Linked DNA regions of Mus musculus: all the other regions are linked to region 1. A link is a contact called in public HiChIP or PLAC-seq and promoter capture Hi-C data. All regions are on one chromosome and are shown on one strand. The core of a region is the stretch at or near the end of the contact, and the rest is flanking DNA. Distances in the headings are between cores, read along the strand shown. Region 1 overlaps Nmnat2 (nicotinamide nucleotide adenylyltransferase 2). Region 2 overlaps Smg7 (Smg-7 homolog, nonsense mediated mRNA decay factor (C. elegans)). Region 3 holds the start of 1700040K01Rik (RIKEN cDNA 1700040K01 gene).

Region 1 (3,660 bases), core at 427-2,926:
AACATGCCTCCCCCATGCCCCCACCCCCACCCCAAGCTGCTTGTAGATTTGGGAATATGGCTACTCACATCTGCCTCATTCCAGAGTCCTGGGATGCAGAAAGACTCCAGCAGGTCACTACCACACAGCAGCAAGATGCGCAGCTCTGGGGAGGGAGAGCAGAGGTGGCACACAGCATCAGAGGAGGATCTGGGTACTAGCTCTCAGCTTTCTACCCTCAAGAACACTTAAGTCTGCACTCTTAGAACTGTGGGGCTCAGGTCGCCTTGACAACACCACCCCAGGGTATCCATAGTTCAGCACCCCCAACCCAACCTCACCACCACCACCTTCAGGGCTAGCGCAGGATGGCTGGGCTCTCTAACAGCAGCCAGCTACATACGTTGGCATAAGGACTCGGAGCCCCTCCCCCACCCCACTGTTACTTTCCTTTTCCCACCCTTCCTTTCTGAGACTGTAGCCTAGGCTGGCCTCAAACTTGCTATATAGCTGAGGTTTGAACTCTTGGACCCTCCTGTCTCAGCCTCCCTAGGGCTGGATAACAGGCACTTATTTCTGTGTTCTCTCCACCTAGAGTGGGCCTCCTTCAACAAGTGCTAACACGGCAGGGATGGGATGGAGGGAGACCTCTGACTGTGAAGATGGAGTATCCCAGTTGATCAACTGTGCGCTCTCTTTCTGAGGACGTAGCCTTCAGCAAAGGGCTCAGGAAGCAAGGCTGGGGCCACCTCCCCTTTACCCGTGGTGCTCCATGCCTGTCTTGCTTTTTTTTTTTTTTTTTTTTCCTCCTCCTCATTAAGCCCAATTTGAATTATCCCATTGAGGCTCATTGTCATTTAAAATTGGTAGCAAATGGTGAGATTCAACTGAGTGACAGGAAAAGAATCTAGAGATTCTTGACATTCCTCAGAGTGTCCTACATCTTAGTGCACATCTTAGGCTGCCCAGGTTTCTGCCTTATCCAGCGTGTTGTATCTGAGACAATGAGACCGCTTGTGCAGAGCTGACCACTAGTCTTCCAGACACGGCTGCTACCATGGTCCCTAAGAGCCCGGGGGCTTTGCCTGACGTACACCCCAGGGCTGGGCAAAGGCTTTCAGATGTTGAGCTTGCCCCTGAGAGTCTCTAGATGGGATTGAGGCAGAAGAAAGTAGCCAGCATCTATCTCATTGTCAGAAGAAAGTAGCCAGCATCTATCTCATTGTCTCTGGTTCTTCCCTCAGGGAACACAATGAAGACTGAGAGCTTATGTTATCTCTTTGGCACAGAACCTTAATTTGTCTTTCTACCCCCAGGGCCTGGCAGTGACTGGCACCCAGAGGGGACTCAGACATGGTGAGTAGTTAGGCCAGCAATTGATGTGGTTGCAGAGCTAAGAGGGCTGCCTGAGAGATAGCCCCCGGACAGTTTAAGGGCGATTTCACAATGTCTGAATGTCATGCTTGGGAAGAGGAGAACTGTGTCACTGGCATCTGGTGGATTGGACACTGCTAAGTGGCATCCTACTGTGCCCAGGGCAGCTCCACAACACACAATGCCTGCCCCTAAATGCTGGCAACACCAAGGCTGAAGACCCTGAACTGGGATTTCCATTCTTATGCTAGGACTCACACTCTTGCCTAAGAATAATATGAGACTTAAAAAAAAAATAGGCTAAAGCCCAGAGAGGCAGAGTGAAACCTCTGACTCACCCCACCCCGCCCCACGCCCGGGACCAGTGCAGATGTGCTTATTGGTAATGGCCCTGGTAGAGTCTGTGGTCCCACATGAAGCCACTGGAGGGCAGCAGTGATTTCCATATTTCCAGTCCACAAGCCCTTGAACTGGGAAAGCCATGAGGGAAGCAACCAACTGCTGAAAACAGAATGGGCTCACTGATGCTAGGAAAGAAAAAAAAAAAAAAGATGGATTTTCCTTGTGGTGTGCAAGGAGCCTGTGAGTACCAGGGCCTTGCAGGACTTACTCACTTTGCCCTCCACTGGGTCTGCCTCCCTCCGCTGGTCATCTTGACCCAGGGCCAGCAGTCAGGGCCAGTACTCTCCCTCCACACTCCCTGCTCAGGAATTCCAGCTATGTGTAGCCCAGTGGCCCATCCCAGTTCCCACGGTACACGGAGGCAGCTGCCACCTGTATTGCTGTGAACCTGGAGTCTGTCTGTCAGCAGGGGCATCATGGCTCTCCTTTTCAGAAGCCAAGAATTCTTCATTATCCCTCCCTGTCAGACACGGGGATCCCTTTCCCTTCCAGAAAGCAAAAGCAGTCAGAGGAGGCTAGCCAGACTGGGGAGCCAGAGGGGATTTCCCCCAGCAGAGACAGCAGAGCCTAATTCAAGCTCTCGGGGCGGGGAAAAGACAAATTACACTGAAAAATCCTAGGACTGTTCTGAGCTCTGCTGGACTGAGACAGGCAGCAGGGTGACAGTTCCTACAGGGGACTGCAGGGATGCAGAGCTTAGAGCTTAGAGCTTAGAGCTTTGAACTCAGCGCTGGCTGCTTTGCCTTTGGATCCTCTGGGCTTACAGAACTTGCTTGCTTTGTGGCGATTGGCCAGAAAGCCAGGTGCCCACTCTCCTGGAGACTTCAGAGCTGACAAGCTGATGTGTAAAGGATGTTAAAGTCTAAAAGGTAAATAAGAGGTGAGGCTCTTGAGTTGCTTTGGTTCAACGAAGTCTAACTGTGTGCTAACTGCACTCCATTCTCACTAATGCCTCTGCCAATTAGTAACCAGTTGTCAACATTTTACAAATAGTTCTAGGAAAGCAACAGGAATAGCCCAGGCACGACTACATCTCAAAACGTTATCACATCTGCTGGTTATCATGGTACTTAGACACACCAGCCATCTTAAGATCACAGCAGGAGCCCAAACCCGAGTGCTCCCTCAGAAGAGTATCCACAAGGTATCTGACACATCTTTAGAAGTTAAATCCGATCTGGTTGGATACCAAATTGCCTCTCCTTCTAGACATCCACCAACTTGACCCTCCTCATCATCTTCGGCCTCCAACTCCACTCCTGCCTGCCTCCGCCATGCCTTTCCAGCTGCAGGCACTTGGGTTTCCCACCTGCCTTTCACTCTGGAACCCTGGGAAGGCTTCATCTTGCTGATTTGTTGATTTACCCAGCTGTCAGCTCCTTCTCTCCCACTGCCCCCAACAGATGTTTGTAATCAGCTTCTACCTACTCTGGGCACCAGGGTCTCACACAGACAGTGGGATAGATACCTTAGCTTCAGCCAAGGCTGCAGGCAAGCCACATGGTGGCTTTCAGCCAACCCTGGCCTCCTTCTCTTCCTTAAAGCATTGAAAAACCTGAAGCGGCCTTGTTTGTCTGCAGTATCAGTAGGCAAAACCAACGGTCTCTCTCACTGATGCTCGACTTTCATTCTTTTAGATGAGGGAGGGGAGGCTGTGAAGGGAAGATTGATGGCTGATCTACTACTGGGGAGTGAGTCTAATGGGGAGATGTTCGATAGGCTCTAGGTAAGATTATGATCTTACACTCCAGAAGGAACATTCTGACCGTAGACCTGGCTGTAAACCCACTCCAGGTCTCAAGCCTCCACCCTTCCTGAACTTGCTGCTCCCAGGTGACTGGAGGCAAGAGGCTCCAAAAGTCCCCACTGTCAGAGTTCAACTCACCGATCTCCTCATACCGCATC
Region 2 (3,660 bases), core at 866-3,365, 220 kb after region 1:
TTATGGAGGATGAAATTTGGTATATAACTAAGCATAGTTATTTAGTATCATTCATTTGATTTGATAGTTCTTTTGTGCTAGATTTTCTTCAAAAGCTTAATATTAAAAAAAAGTGGGTATCTTTATAAAGACTACAGACTAAAAGGATTCATTTTATATTTTACTGAAGTTAAAATTTACAGTCACTGAATCAGTAAGAACACTGGCTTCACTCTTCCTACCCACATGGCAACCCTCTGCTGGTCTCTGCTGGCTCCAGGCACAGAAGTAGTGCACAGCCATCTACTGTCTTAGATAGGGTTTCTGTTGTTGGGATAAACACCATGACGAAAAGCAACTTGGGGAGGAAAGAGTGTATTTCACTTAGACTTCCAGTAATAAATTCTAAAGGGCAGCCAGGGCAGGAACCCGGAGACAGCAACTGCTTACTGGCTTGCTTGCCTGCCTGCTGCACTTGCTCAGGACCACTTGCCCATGGGTAGCCCCTCTCCCATTGAGCTGGGCCCTCCCCACATCATTAATGGGCAAACACCCTGCAGGTTTTTCCATAGGCTAATCTGTTGAGGGAATTTTGCCAATTGAGGCTTCTTCTCAAATAACTCTAGCTTGTGTCAAGGTGACAAAAATTAGGGCACAGGCAGAACACATGTACATATGAAAAATAATTTTTAAAAATTTACAATGGCTGTAAAATATTTATGTAAATAGTACTTTCTATAAAAGAATTAATATAGCTTTTTTGGGTCAGTTTAGTTCTTTGAAATGGAATCTCAAGTTGTAATAATCTTTATTTATTTTTTGTCAGTTGACACATAATTACACATACAGAGGGTACAGGGTGATGTTGAGAACACATAATCATGAGTTATGATCTAGTCTCAGGGTGTTTGGCATATTCTTCACCCCATGTATCACTTCTTTGTGGAGATAGCATTAAAAAGCTACTTTTCTGGCGGTTAAGATTAGTCAGCATGTATTGTTAGCCATAATCATTCTTCTATGCATGAGAATACAGAAGCTGTGGGAGAGCGTGTTGTAGAGTCCCTGCTGAGCATTATGCTAGTTGAAAAGGATACTGACGGTATTTATTTTTAAAGGCTGTGATACCTACTTACTAAAGGGACTTTGAGAACCTATGAGTTTCCTTACCCCAGCAGGGTTTCCCAAGGAAGCACAGTGCTCTGACTCACACAAAGCACGAGTGATTATTGCCGTAAAAGTGGAGGTGATACTTTTTTTTTTTTTACAATTTTTTATTAGATATTTTCTTCATTTACAATTCAAATGCTATTCCAAAAGTCCCTTATACCCTCCCCCCACCCTGCTCTCCAACCCAGCCACTCTTCCTGGTCCTGGTATTCCCGTCTTGGGACATTACAATCTTTGCAAGACCAAGGGCCTCTGGAGGTGATAGTCTTAATAGCCCAGGGACTCTTCTTTTCAGAAGTTCAGTGACAAAGCAGCTAGAATAAGGAGAGAAGAGTGGTAACAGTTCCGAGACTATAGAATTTGTCACGAAAAGTTGTAGTGAAAAATCAATAAATGTTTGAAGTTCAGGTGGATAGTTGGTAAGATCAAGCATGCATTCAAAAATACCTTTTGTAGTAGTTCAAGTGAGGGTTGTGTGTAACAGGTGGGTGGCTAAAGATGTAATGCAGTAAAAAGTGCAATAAGTATTTAGAGGACAGCATTCCTCTGGGATTGACAAATACTGAAACTTAGGAAGAAGGCTGGCATAGAGACCTTCTGGGAGGAGGGGGAAATTGCCTTCCACACCTGGGAAGCCATGATAAAACGGCCAAGAGGAGAAAAAACACGTAAGAGAACCGAGCATGGAGTTCAGAAAGGACCATGAGGTCAATCTAGGACCTCACCAATAACAGACAATTCTTGAATTTCAGAGGGTGAATTAAAAAAATTTGGAAAACTTGAAAATGTTTGAAGGCCAAAGAGAAAAAAACTTGAAAACGTTTGAAGGCCAGTAGCAAGGGAACTTTAAAGACTGTTAAAAAGAGGAAAGAATAATCAAGTCCTGAGGAAATGTTAGAAGGAGCTGTCCATTGAAATGGCCTTTGCTCTCATAAGGAGAACGCTGTGTCAGTGCAGTACATGCCCAGTCAGGAGATTGTTTTCCCAGAGCAGGGTGTGCAGCTGTAGTTTGCCAGTGGGAAAAGGGACGGGAACAGCAGCTTGAAAAGAGTGAAAATTTGAAATTGTTAATGGTAACCAGTAAATTGAAAACAAACTAGTCTTTAATTAAGGTATTGCAGGATGTAACTTGTAGTATTTTTTATTCAGATTTGGAAAACAAGAAATGAACTTTTGGGGAAGTTACCAGTTTGATTTGTGAAGTCATATTTAAGTTATATCACTTTGTTAAGTGAACTGTTGCTACACTGGGTATTAAAGGAGGGCATAAATTTCCCTATCACATTGCCTCGTTGTAATGCATTGTTCAACTTGATTTAGTCTGTTTATTTTAACTTGGGTTCGGTTTTTTGTTTGTTTGGTTTTGTTTTTTTAACTCTTGTTCTTTTTTTCTTATTTAGGCAGGCAGAAGTCCTGAAGGCTGAAATGACAGGTATCGGTTGTCTTCTTTCTTACCACTTACTTTCTTCTATTAAAGGGAGACAATTTCCTTTCTCGTTTGTGCTGTTTGCCTAGAACAGTAACTTTGCTTTAAATGTCTCTTGCTCTTGTACTTTGCATTCTTCTTAAATACTTTAAAGGAATTTAATGTAGTGTATGCCTCTACTCAAGAATATATACTACATGAGAATTTGAGTTGCTATTAGTGTGTGATTATTTAATTTTTATGAACCTTTTACTAATAATTTAAGATATAAAATAATTCACACTCTATATAGCTAAAGATGTTGTATTTGATTACTATTTTCAATTTATAGTGACTCAAACCTGAGTAGCAGGTAAACCTTCAGAAAAAATGTTGATAGAAAAATTGCACTGAAAGTATGAAGTTCAGCAAGCTACCTTTTCTTACACATCTTTTCTGCTCTGAGTAATATCTCAAGCCCTTTGAGAAGAATTTTTTGACTCAGCTGCTGAGAGGAACAGATAATTCAAAGCTCACCAGTGATCATCAGCATGTCCTTCATAGCAGCACGTGGTGTTCTAAGCTCTCAGATATTTGATAGGACATTGCATCTTAATTTGGAAGGAATGTAGTTGTATGTTTAACTCGTGAGGAATTCAGCCTCTGTTGATTGATAACCAGAGTCCTGGGCAAGGTTTATCATTGAAGAGGGCACACACTGGCTCCGAGGGAGGCGGTGTTTCTTGAGCTTTGACAGTTACAGACTAGTGTTGGTGAGGAGCCCGGTCATTATATCATAGGGAGCAAAAGAGGAAAAGGTTACAGTGCGTTCACTGTTGTCCTTCCTACTAACACATTTGTGGTCATCATCTACATTATATGATACCAGTGTTGGAATTCTACTCTTGAATTACCATTGAAAGTGCCATCTGTAGAACAACATCAAGCTCCATATATGTACCATTTGCTTTTTCCAAAGTATTGAATATCTATTTAAATTTACTCATTTGAATGACTTCTGCAGTCCCCTAGAGCCCCATTAGTGGCACACACCTATAATCTTGGCTCATGGAAAATGAAGGCTAGAGTGAGCTCATAGAGGCTTG
Region 3 (3,660 bases), core at 527-3,026, 160 kb after region 1:
TCCATGGCAACGGGATATGGTCCTCACCATTGGATCCTGATTTCATTCTGACCAAAAACCAAGCAACAGTCAGATGACCTAGTTACTTTTCTCATTGTTGTGACTGAATACAGGACAAGCAGCAACTAAAGAGAAGGACGGTTGTTCCTGCCTGTAGCTTGAGGGGATACAGTCCGCTGTGGCTGGAGAACGTGTGACACCAGCTGCTTCATGGTGACAGGAATGCAAGATAGGTGGTTACATTATGTCCCTAGTCAAGAAGCAAATATTGAACAGGAGATAAGACTGAGCTGTAAACTTCTGGTAGCCCTCAATTGCCCACTCCCCTCTAGCCAAGGTTCCCCACCTCTAAAACAGCACAGCCAGCTGGAGACCAAGACTTCAAATACTTGTACCAGTGGGGAAATAGTTTACATTCAAACCACACCTGAAACTATAGTATAATGTTTCTCATTACTGTTTTGTGTTTTGGTTGGCTTTTTTTTTTTTTCTTCAGGCAGGGTCTCAAGTAGCCAAGGTTGGTCTTGAACTCCCGATCCTCTTGTGTCAACCTCACATGTACTAGGATTAAAAGTGTGTGCCATTCGCCCCGGTTCTTGTTTGTTTTCTCTTTGAAAAAATTCCTACTTTTGACTTCTGTAATCTTGGACTCGGCCTGAATATATGCTTAAATAACATATATGAAGTATTTGTTCAGCAAACAATTCGATATGCAGGTCAAAAATAATCCTAATTTGGAAAAAAATCACATAGACCTACCCCGTCCACACCCACTGTGCTATAAAACTTGATTGACTATGCATGACTGGCTCACAGTCTTCTGGCTTGGGGAGAAGAGAATGAGGACTCCATTTAGTGGACATGAAACTTCTAAGGCTAAGAAATAGGCTTTGATGACCGAGAAGCAGCGGAAGGCAGCTGACCTAGTTCCAGCTCAATGGCTTTCTTATCATGCTCAGCACAAGAAAGACACAAAGAGTCTTTTCATCTGAGTTCAGAGTCTCTAACCAAGGAAGATAAATGGGAAGCTGTATCCTCATAATTGACCAATACCTGGATATTTTGTTCATTTGCTTTAATCTCGTACGACTTAATTACTGTTTGGGGGAAAACCCTGAACATCATTTGCTATGCTGGGGTATTGAGAAGGTGTATGAATTTTTTAAATGAACTAGTTGCAGGAGGATCAATAACATGTCTTATCAGTCCATTCCCGTGTCAGTCTTTAAATAAGTGACAAGGACTGGATAATGGCACTGTGGTGGACATACAGCATAATGCACACAATGCACATAACTCGCAGGTAATAGACACAGAAGGGAACGTATTGTAGTGTATGGATATAGGCACAAATACTTTGTATAGCATTTGTAGCTTAGTGACAAGTGGACTTACCACCATCTTCTCCGTCCTATTTTTCTCCAGCTTCCTCCAGAATGAACTAGTTAAGGGTAAGGTAACGGGTGGGTAATAGTATAACAAATGTTAGAAGAGACGCTAAAGTAAATTTTTAAAAAGGAGGAAGAGAAAGAGGAGGAAAAAGAGGAGCAAAAGGAAGAAGAAGCGGATAAAGCTAGGTGGGAACTCACACACGTTATTCCAGCGTGAGGTCGGGCTTCTGCAAACCGCGTCTCAAAAAATGGGGGAAAATTACAATAGAAAAAATCTAGAAGGAAGAAGGTACAGAAAAAAGCAGGAAACTGTGAGCTGAGCCGAGTGGCTACAAGGCAGAGCCAGGATATGAGAGGCAGCTGCGCTGTGGGCCTTCAGGGAGTGAACAGGAAAGAAAGACTTTAAGTCCTATTGCTAGCTCTGGGCTATGATTCAGCAGCTTGCTAGTTTTTTCAGAAACTGAAGAAAACGAATTATTGTTCAAACTCTTTAAATTAGAAAGAAAGAAAGAAAGAAAGAAAGAAAGAAAGGAAGGAAGGAAGGAAGGAAGGAAGGAAGGAAGGAAGGAAGGAAGGAAGAAAGGAAGAAAGGAAGAAAGGAAGAAAGGAAGAACAAAATAGATAAGTCTGGAAGAAGCCCACTTCATAATCTATCGCTCCTCCCCACACCCTCCATTTCCCCCACAGCTGCACATGTGCGCATGTGTGCTTGCAGCTTGTCCAGGTAAAAGGTTTCTTGGGTTTTTTGTTTCTTTGTTTTGTTTTGTTTTGTTTTGTTTTGTTTTGTTTTGTTTTGGATTTGGGGGGCAGGCGGGAAGCCTGGGGGGAAGTAGGTTTGGTCAATTGTGGTAGCTTGTGGTTTGACACAAGCTAGAGCTATCTAAAAAGAGGAAAAAAGAGGAGTCTCAACAGACTCTCAACAGATGGAGAGAGTGACTCCATCAGACCATAGGCAACTTTGTGGGAGTGTTGTCTTAATGACTGATGTGGGAGCGCCCAGCTCGCTGTGGGTGGTGCCAGCCCTGGACAGGCGGTCCTAGGCTGTCTAAGAAAGCATCCTGAGCGATCTGTGAGGAGCAAGCTAGTAGGCAGTGTTCCTCCGCAGCCTCTGCCTCAGCTTCTGCTTCCGGATTCGCTCCTTGAGTTCCTGCCCTGACTTCCCTTCGCGATCGATTATAAATTGTGAGATGAAATAAACCTCAACGTCTCCAGGTTGCTGTTTGTCATGGTACTTTGTCACAGCAACAGAAAGCGAGCTGACATTTCCTCACCCCACCCCACTGGCCAGCCCTCAAGCCCCCTCCCCCACCAACAGTCTTCTCGTACCATTAGAGATTGTTGGCCAGGATTGTTTTACACTTACGCCAGCCTTCTATAGTCCAGAAGCTCTACCTCTACTGAAATTTAATTTTAACCTCAACAGATTTAAAACAAAATTAAGTGAATCAAAGAAGTAGGAGTGAGGAAAAAAAAAAAGGAAAGAAAAAATAAAAACAGTACAATTTCCTTAGAGAACCCTAAGGTCAAATTTGAGGCCTAAGAAAGGCAGGATAGCATTCCAGAGAACACCATGGTGCCCAAAGGACAGGCTTCATTGAGAGACAACATGCAGACTTGCTCCTGTCTGACACTGTTCTTGAATAGTGTCATACATTACTATTACTTCAGAAGACACAGGGCTTAGCCAGGCTCAAGGCCAGTCTGGAACATACTGGGAGACTCTGTCCCCCAAATCCTCAAACAAACAAACAAAGAAACAAAGGGTTTCCTGTTTGAACCCATGTATTGAAATGTAGTTGTTAACATTGGAAGTGATCTGTCACAGAAGCTTCCTCATCATTTAACCTCATCCGTAGCTTCAAGGCATGAACCACACCCTGGTCATTCAGGGGAGAGTAGGACAAGACAAGGTAAAAGCGACTATCCAACTAGCTGGATAGAAATGGGAGGTAAGGAGCCAAGTTCGCAGTCACAGTAAATCCATTGTCCCAGACAACAGTCTGGCCTATGTTACCATGAAAAGGAGCTTTTGGGGAAGACAATTTCTGGTACACGGCATATTTCTCCCCCTGGAGAAGCTCACACTTCTGTGTTAGACTCTCTGTGAAATACTATCAAGAGGAAAAATCTACTTGAACTGCTGTGATGAATTGCTTCTGGGAGCACATGCTATGTTTAGAACATTACAAATTCTACGAAACACTAGTATTTTCAGAATTTGCATCAATATGTTTGGAGTAGATGATGTCTATAAAAGTTTTATAATAGG

The links. HiChIP or PLAC-seq counts read pairs in DNA pulled down with a chosen protein or histone mark. Capture Hi-C pulls out chosen DNA fragments and counts their contacts.
Region 2: a contact with region 1 is called in a promoter capture Hi-C map of adipose tissue. The contact joins two enhancer-like sites. A contact is called at or near these places in 1 of 15 datasets of contacts at CTCF or cohesin (stem cell-derived epiblast-like cells), 7 of 484 Hi-C or Micro-C datasets (cerebellum, cortical neurons, embryonic stem cells and 3 more), 12 of 115 datasets of contacts at active chromatin or transcription factors (the NIH/3T3 cell line, embryonic stem cells, epiblast stem cells and 2 more) and 4 of 9 other capture datasets (adipose tissue, embryonic stem cells, liver and 1 more).
Region 3: a contact with region 1 is called in an H3K27ac HiChIP or PLAC-seq map of epiblast stem cells. The contact joins the promoter of 1700040K01Rik here to the enhancer-like site in region 1. A contact is called at or near these places in 2 of 484 Hi-C or Micro-C datasets (cerebellum and embryonic stem cells), 10 of 115 datasets of contacts at active chromatin or transcription factors (embryonic stem cells, epiblast stem cells, extraembryonic endoderm stem cells and 3 more) and 3 of 9 other capture datasets (adipose tissue, liver and pancreatic islet).

The regions. Positions count from the first base shown.
Region 1 is chr1:153,090,522-153,094,181 of GRCm38.p6, reverse strand. It overlaps Nmnat2 (nicotinamide nucleotide adenylyltransferase 2), which reads right to left. Exons shown (of 11, transcript NM_175460.3): 7 at 3,641-3,660; 8 at 69-145. Among named protein-coding and RNA genes, the nearest start is that of Lamc2, 94 kb to the left of the region's middle. Within about 2 kb of position 1,676, at least 133 of the 459 cell types and tissues checked have an H3K27ac peak or open chromatin away from gene starts, as enhancers often do. A contact at or near this core is called in adipose tissue, cerebellum, embryonic stem cells and 4 more, where this site is marked.
Region 2 is chr1:152,869,681-152,873,340 of GRCm38.p6, reverse strand. It overlaps Smg7 (Smg-7 homolog, nonsense mediated mRNA decay factor (C. elegans)), which reads left to right. Exons shown (of 23, transcript NM_001160256.1): 2 at 2,550-2,581. Among named protein-coding and RNA genes, the nearest start is that of Smg7, 31 kb to the left of the region's middle. Within about 2 kb of position 2,115, at least 7 of the 459 cell types and tissues checked have an H3K27ac peak or open chromatin away from gene starts, as enhancers often do. A contact at or near this core is called in adipose tissue, where this site is marked.
Region 3 is chr1:152,932,921-152,936,580 of GRCm38.p6, reverse strand. It overlaps 1700040K01Rik (RIKEN cDNA 1700040K01 gene), which reads right to left and starts at 1,776. Exons shown (of 2, transcript NR_166417.1): 1 at 1,396-1,776; 2 at 1-250.